Linked DNA regions of Sus scrofa: region 2 is linked to region 1. The links are chromatin contacts, called in public HiChIP or PLAC-seq maps. All regions are on one chromosome and are shown on one strand. Each heading gives the region's core, a stretch centred on a gene start, on an enhancer-like site or on the middle of the called end of the contact. The rest is flanking DNA. Distances are from core to core; before and after follow the strand shown. Region 1 holds the start of PSMA3 (proteasome subunit alpha type-3). Region 2 holds the start of ARID4A (AT-rich interaction domain 4A).

The links. HiChIP or PLAC-seq counts read pairs in DNA pulled down with a chosen protein or histone mark.
Region 2: a contact with region 1 is called in an H3K27ac HiChIP or PLAC-seq map of alveolar macrophages. The contact joins the promoter of ARID4A here to the promoter of PSMA3 in region 1. A contact is called at or near these places in 1 of 5 promoter capture datasets (liver), 22 of 47 Hi-C or Micro-C datasets (alveolar macrophages, blood, brain and 11 more) and 2 of 2 datasets of contacts at active chromatin or transcription factors (alveolar macrophages and skeletal muscle).

What each region holds. Positions count from the first base shown.
Region 1 is chr1:187,340,889-187,343,732 of Sscrofa11.1, reverse strand. PSMA3 (proteasome subunit alpha type-3) reads right to left here and starts at 1,502. Exons shown (of 11, transcript XM_001927990.5): 1 at 119-1,502. The coding sequence starts at 139.
Region 2 is chr1:187,384,006-187,386,849 of Sscrofa11.1, reverse strand. ARID4A (AT-rich interaction domain 4A) reads right to left here and starts at 1,496. Exons shown (of 24, transcript NM_001244179.1): 1 at 1,316-1,496; 2 at 173-229. The coding sequence starts at 178. LOC102165044 (a long non-coding RNA gene) reads left to right here and starts at 1,834. Exons shown (of 4, transcript XR_301235.3): 1 at 1,834-2,062.

The sequences.
Region 1 (2,844 bases), core at 253-2,752:
ACTTGCCCCAAGGCAGTACCAGCGCACCCTAAGTTGGCGCAGCCCAGGCAGTGTGTCCACGTTCCCTTCTACGCTGATCCTTAGGCTAGACTATCACGCCGAGAAACAACGAACTTACCCCGGTGCCGATTGAGCTCATCGTGCTAAAACCACCAGGCCGCCTAAGGCTTCAGGCCCAAAGCGAACCCCTCACACCTCAGTACGCAGACTAGTAACAGGCTCTCTCATTGGCTGTTCTTCCAACCAATAGTTTTCCTCTCTGTGGCTTGTTCCTGGATCCTTACCCACAGAACAGAGAATTGTGGGGAAAGGGGGTGGGGAATGCGCGTAGCGGGCAACGCGCCTGTGCAGAAGCAGCGGAGGTCGGGTTAAGCAGGACTGATTCCTTCCTCTTCGGTTTCTCTCCGGAGGGTTGTCGGGGGACTTTGAGTCTTCCAATTGCTTGAAAAGCTGCTCCAGTCTGTTTCCTAGGAGTTATCTCTTCTCCTTCGCTTTTTCTTCCCTATTCTTTCTTAAAGCAAAGTGGAGAGATGTTCTTATACTCTTCCAAAGGCCAAAGGAAATGGTAGAGGAGGCGTCTCCACGCTTGACGTCCTGATTGTAACCCAGTTATCTTGATGGCGTCCCCTTTATCCACCCCTCCTCACAAGCAGGAAGGAAGATGGACTCTAAGGGTATCAGCTTTGAGCTCAGATCGGAGTTTTACAGAAGAATTAGTACTTTTTCATATAACTACTTAATAGAATTAAGAATAAGACTGAAGATTATTTTAACTCAGTATTCAGTTAAACACTGCTGATAAGACTTAAGAATTTGTACATAAACTATAATAAAAAATTCTTTAAACGGTAAAGAAGACATGACCTCCCCTCTTAATGAGTTTACATTTAGTGGGAGGAAATAGACAACAAAGAGTAAATAGGCAAAATAGTTGCACCACGTGGTAAAAAAGAGACAATGGAAGTTTGAACTTTAGACCTATTTATTAGGGAATTACTTTGTAAAAGGGGGATATTTAAACTGAAACTTGGGATTGTTATGGGAGTATAATTCCAGTTCCAAGGCTGTCGGAACTGTCGGGTCAGTATGGCCTGTCATAGTGATTAAGTGGTGAGAGTGACAGGAAGTGAAATCAGAGAGGTGGACACGGGGTCAGATCTTGTAGTGGTTTGGATTTTAATCTCCGATTTTAAATGGAAAACCATCAGCATTTTTAACTGCTAAATACTTCTGTGTGTATTTCCCCAAAAAAGAACATTATTTTACATGCCCACAGTACAACTATGAAAATCAGAAAATGTATAATGCTTTTTTCTAATCTACAGGCTTTATTTAGATTTTGGCAAATCTCTCAATAATGCTCTTCATAGCAAAAGAAAATACAAGATAACACACTGCATGCAGTTGTCATGTCTCTAGTCTCCTTTAATCTGGAAAATAATTTAATGTTTCTTTATGTTTCATGGCATTAACACTTTTGAAAAATACAAGCCATTTCCTTTGCAGGGTATTCCAAAGTTCAGGTTTGTATGACTTTTTTTGCATGATTAGATTCAGGTGATGCATTTTTGTCAGGAATACCACAGAAGTAACCTTGTATTTCTATTAGGAGGCACATGCTGTCATTTGTGTCCTTATTGATGATGTTAACTTTGATCACTTAAGATTTCTCCACTATAGTTTCTATCTTGCTCTTTGTAGTTAATGAATACCTTGTGAAGAAATACCTTGAGGCTATGTAAATATCCTGCTACTCCTCAATCTTACACCCGCTAGTTATAGTATCCTGTGATTCTTATTTGAATCAATTATTATGATAATGGTTGCCAAATGGTGATTTTCTAATTCCATCATTCCTTCCACAGTTACTGGCTTTCTTCTGTAAGGTTATCAGTAGGTTTTTAAGCAGACTGATAGATCTAATTTAGTTATTAAATGATCTCTCTTGCCTCTGTGTGAGGAGTGATGAATACAAGGAAGGATAGAAGCACAGAGAATAGTTGGAAAGCTATTGCAGTCCTGTGGTCAAGCCATAATGGAGAGTGTGTAGAGTGGTGGCAGTGGAGGTGGAAATATGTGGATGGATTTTAGATATGTAGGGCTTGCTGAAAAATTGGATTAGAAAGTAAAGGAGAAAGAGGAAATTCAATTGCTTCTTCCTGCTAATTAAGCACCATAATTAAAGTTAGTTCTTATTCTTAAACAAATAGATAGAAGAAAGGATTTGGATATTCTTGGAAGACTAGCGTTTAATTTGCCTAATCCTCACTGAAATATTCTGGTTGCAATTTTTCATGCGAGATCCTGAGTTAGACCATTGTGGGCCAAGAAAGTGCGGAGGGAAGTTAAAAAGAGTTCACCCTGAAAGTAGATTATAAGCAGTCCAAACTTGTTTAGGGAGCCAGTTAAACTTTTAACAGGATTTGAGTGCCTAATGGTCTTTGTCTATTCACTAATAATTAAGAATTTGAAGCTCTTTCTGAACTTGTTAGTTTAACTGCTTACTTGGGGGCTGGATTGTTGATTTATCTTGTAACTCAGAAGAATGCATTGAATTGTGTGGCCTGAGGATCTTGACTAGTGCCTGATTCATTAGCGGATTTAAAAAGTATGAGTATGAATGCATTTATTTTAATTACTTTACTTTTGGAAATAGTGCATATAAAATTGCTGTGTAATTTACACATATCATTCTTAAAAGGTGATAAAACTTTTGAGATTATCATAGTCTGTTTTATACTTCCACTTATTAGAATACATAACAGTGCTTTTACACATGGTAGGTGCTTAATAAATGTGTTGAAAATGCAGATAAATACAAATTCACTTACCAGTTACATTCTG
Region 2 (2,844 bases), core at 247-2,746, 43 kb before region 1:
CAATGATCATTTCTCACCCAATTCAACATGTCTTCATTTTCAGAAAGCGCAGCTTAGTAATCAATTTTGAGTAGAAAAAAATAAAGAAAAGAAAAATGACATTCCACAGCTCTAGCCTCACGACAGGCAGTGTCCAGGGCACGAGGTTCCGAGCAGCGTCGACTCCACTTACCTTCATTTTTACTGGTGATCTGTGGGGTTCCAGCTCAACGAGCTATCTTCTCTACCGCTGGAACCAAGGGGAGGGGAAAGACGAGCACAGAATCAGTCAACAGAGGGGAGCGACTCGGGGAAAGAAAGTAAACAAACGCCTGCGGGGAGGGGCAGAACCCTCACCAGGGAGGGCGAAAGAGCCCCTCCGAGGGCAGCCAGGACGCAGGAGCCGGAGGGGCGGCGAGAACCCCACGGGCGCCAAAGGGCAGCGGTTCCGCCTCAGAGTTCGCCAGCGGCCCACCGCGCCCCCGCCTCGCTCGCCACTTTGACCCGGAATGCTCAACTCAGAGCCCCAGGACGGCACGCTCCGGAGAAGGGCAGGGCGCCGTTGGGGCTTCCCCAGGTCCCCTGCAGGCGCGGTCGCCGAGCCTCCTCCCGGCCGCCCCCGGATACCCCGACTTCGGCCCGCGCCCCGCCTCCGCAGCTCGGCCCCCTCGGCCCGCCCCGGGCCCGCGGTGGCGGCAGCGGAGTGTCACGGCGCCATTGCTCTCCTTCCTCCGCTCTGCACCATGTCAGGAAGGAGAAGCGCTTCTTCACCCCAAGGGGCAGGGGCCGCGGCCTTCAGCTTGGAGGCGCGCGAGGAAGGGAAGACCCGCGAGGGGGAGGGGGCTGGGGGGGCGGAGAGGAGGAGGGGAGGTGGCCCGGACAGGGTGTGGGAGGGGAGGGGAGCCGAACGGCAGCAGCCGCCGCCTCCTCCCCGCGCCCGCCTCAACTTTTTGTACAGCCCAGAGCGGTACCAGCCCCCAGCCCCTCGGGTCCTGCCACGGACTCCAGGGGGGAGGACGCGCCGCGGAGTTAGAGGCCGGCTCCCCCAAGCAGCCAGCTTCTCGCCGCGCGGAAGCAAACTTAGCGGCGCGGCCAGCCCCACAGCCATTTTCCCGGGGAACCCGGGGAAGCGGCCGGGGAGGCAGCTGCAGCGGCTGTTCCTGCAGTTGCTGCCGCTGCTCCACGAACTGCCCCTTCTCCTGCGCTTGTCGCCCCGCTTGCCAAGCATCCCCCTCCCCACCTCCAAAGCTTCCAACTGTACCGGGACCCCGGGCAGCAGCACCAGCTGCTAGTACCGCTTCGTCCATTCAGTATCGCCCGCTTCCCTTCTCCCCACCTACCAACTGAGGGTGAAGTGGGCGCTGTCAGCTCCCGAGTCCTCCGCCCCACTGACCCCCGTGGGCCCCCGTCCGGGCAGCACCACTCTCGGCCGCCGCGGCAGTTCCTGCGCCCGGTTCCCTACTCGCCCGATTTACTGCCACAATCCACCAAATAACAAGCTGTTGAGCAGTCTCGCTTCTACACGAACTCCTATTGGCTGCTCATGACGCCGAAGAGTTTCGGATTGGAGCTCGCTACCTGCCGTCCTCATTGGATGTAGCTCTGAAACTTCCCGGATTGGTGCGAAAAATAGCAGGTAGGACATCTTCCACTTATGATTGGCTGTCTCCGAAGACTAACGTTACTGGAGAATCAGGTATTGAGTTAGTAAATCCTGAGAAATGATTGGTAAAGAGGACTCCGGATGTGCTTGACTGAGCACTGATTGGTCAATTGGGGGGGTCAGGAAGAGCAGTTCGGCACGAGGATTGGCGGTGGGGTGTCCCATGGAAACCGAACCCGGCGCTGCGCCCAGGACTTGCACGGGGGCGGGGCAGGTCTTTCCAAGACGCCTGCGCCGAACCAGCTTGTCGGCGCCATTTTGTCTGGGCAGCGGTGGCTGCAGCTCTATCGCTTTTTATGTTTCTGGCCAGACGAGAGCGGATTCTTTAGTCTGTAGATTCGTTTTTCTGCGGCACCCATCCACCGTTCTCTCCAGGACAAAACCTAGTGAACGTTGGAAGAGTCGCGATCTGCCGGAAAGGTCAGTTCGAAGCTGTGGTTGTCCGGTGGGCTGGGGGATGGCGCAGCATTGGAGGCACCGGCACCGGAAGTGAGGGGGCCGCGCGGCAGCCATGGCCGGGTATGTTCTCCCTGCGGCGGGGAGGGGAGCCGGGAGGCGGGTTGAGAGGGGGCGAGGCTTCCTCTCCCGCTGCCAAAGAGAAAGAGGCGGAGGAGACGAGCTGGTCTTTTTTTCCTGGCCGATCCTTTGGGCTCCTCTTCTCTGGGAGCAGTACTTCCCTTCTTTGGAAGTGGGTTTCGGCAGCTTGTCATACTCTGTGATCGAGTGTCACCAGTTATAGGCTCCTTTTTCAGGAAGACGGGGAAGGTAAGGTTCTTAGACCCTCCCTACCTGGGGAGAGGTGTTTCCGCGTGCTCCTCCCGCGATGAGGCAATAAGGAAACTGGGTTTGGGGCGCTGAGGAATTCTCTTGGCAGCAGCCCTGCTACTTTAGACGTGCAGCTGTGCCACCCTTCTGGAGCCTTATACTACTTTGGGGGAGGAAATACAGGGACTGAAAACTCCTGACCTAACCCTTATCATCACTCCTTAGAGGAAAGGTCCTCCCCGGTAGGACTTTGTTCAAGGCAGCCGTTGAGCTTGTTGTGATCTTGTGTTGTTTTCAATAGAACAAAATTACATTTGAAATTGTGGAAATAAAGTATTAATTAGCAAGTTGAGTTAAAGAATGAAATAATTAAATATGTAAAAATCAATGGTAGTCCACATTGACTACATTTACTCGTTAGGAGAATATCTTAATTG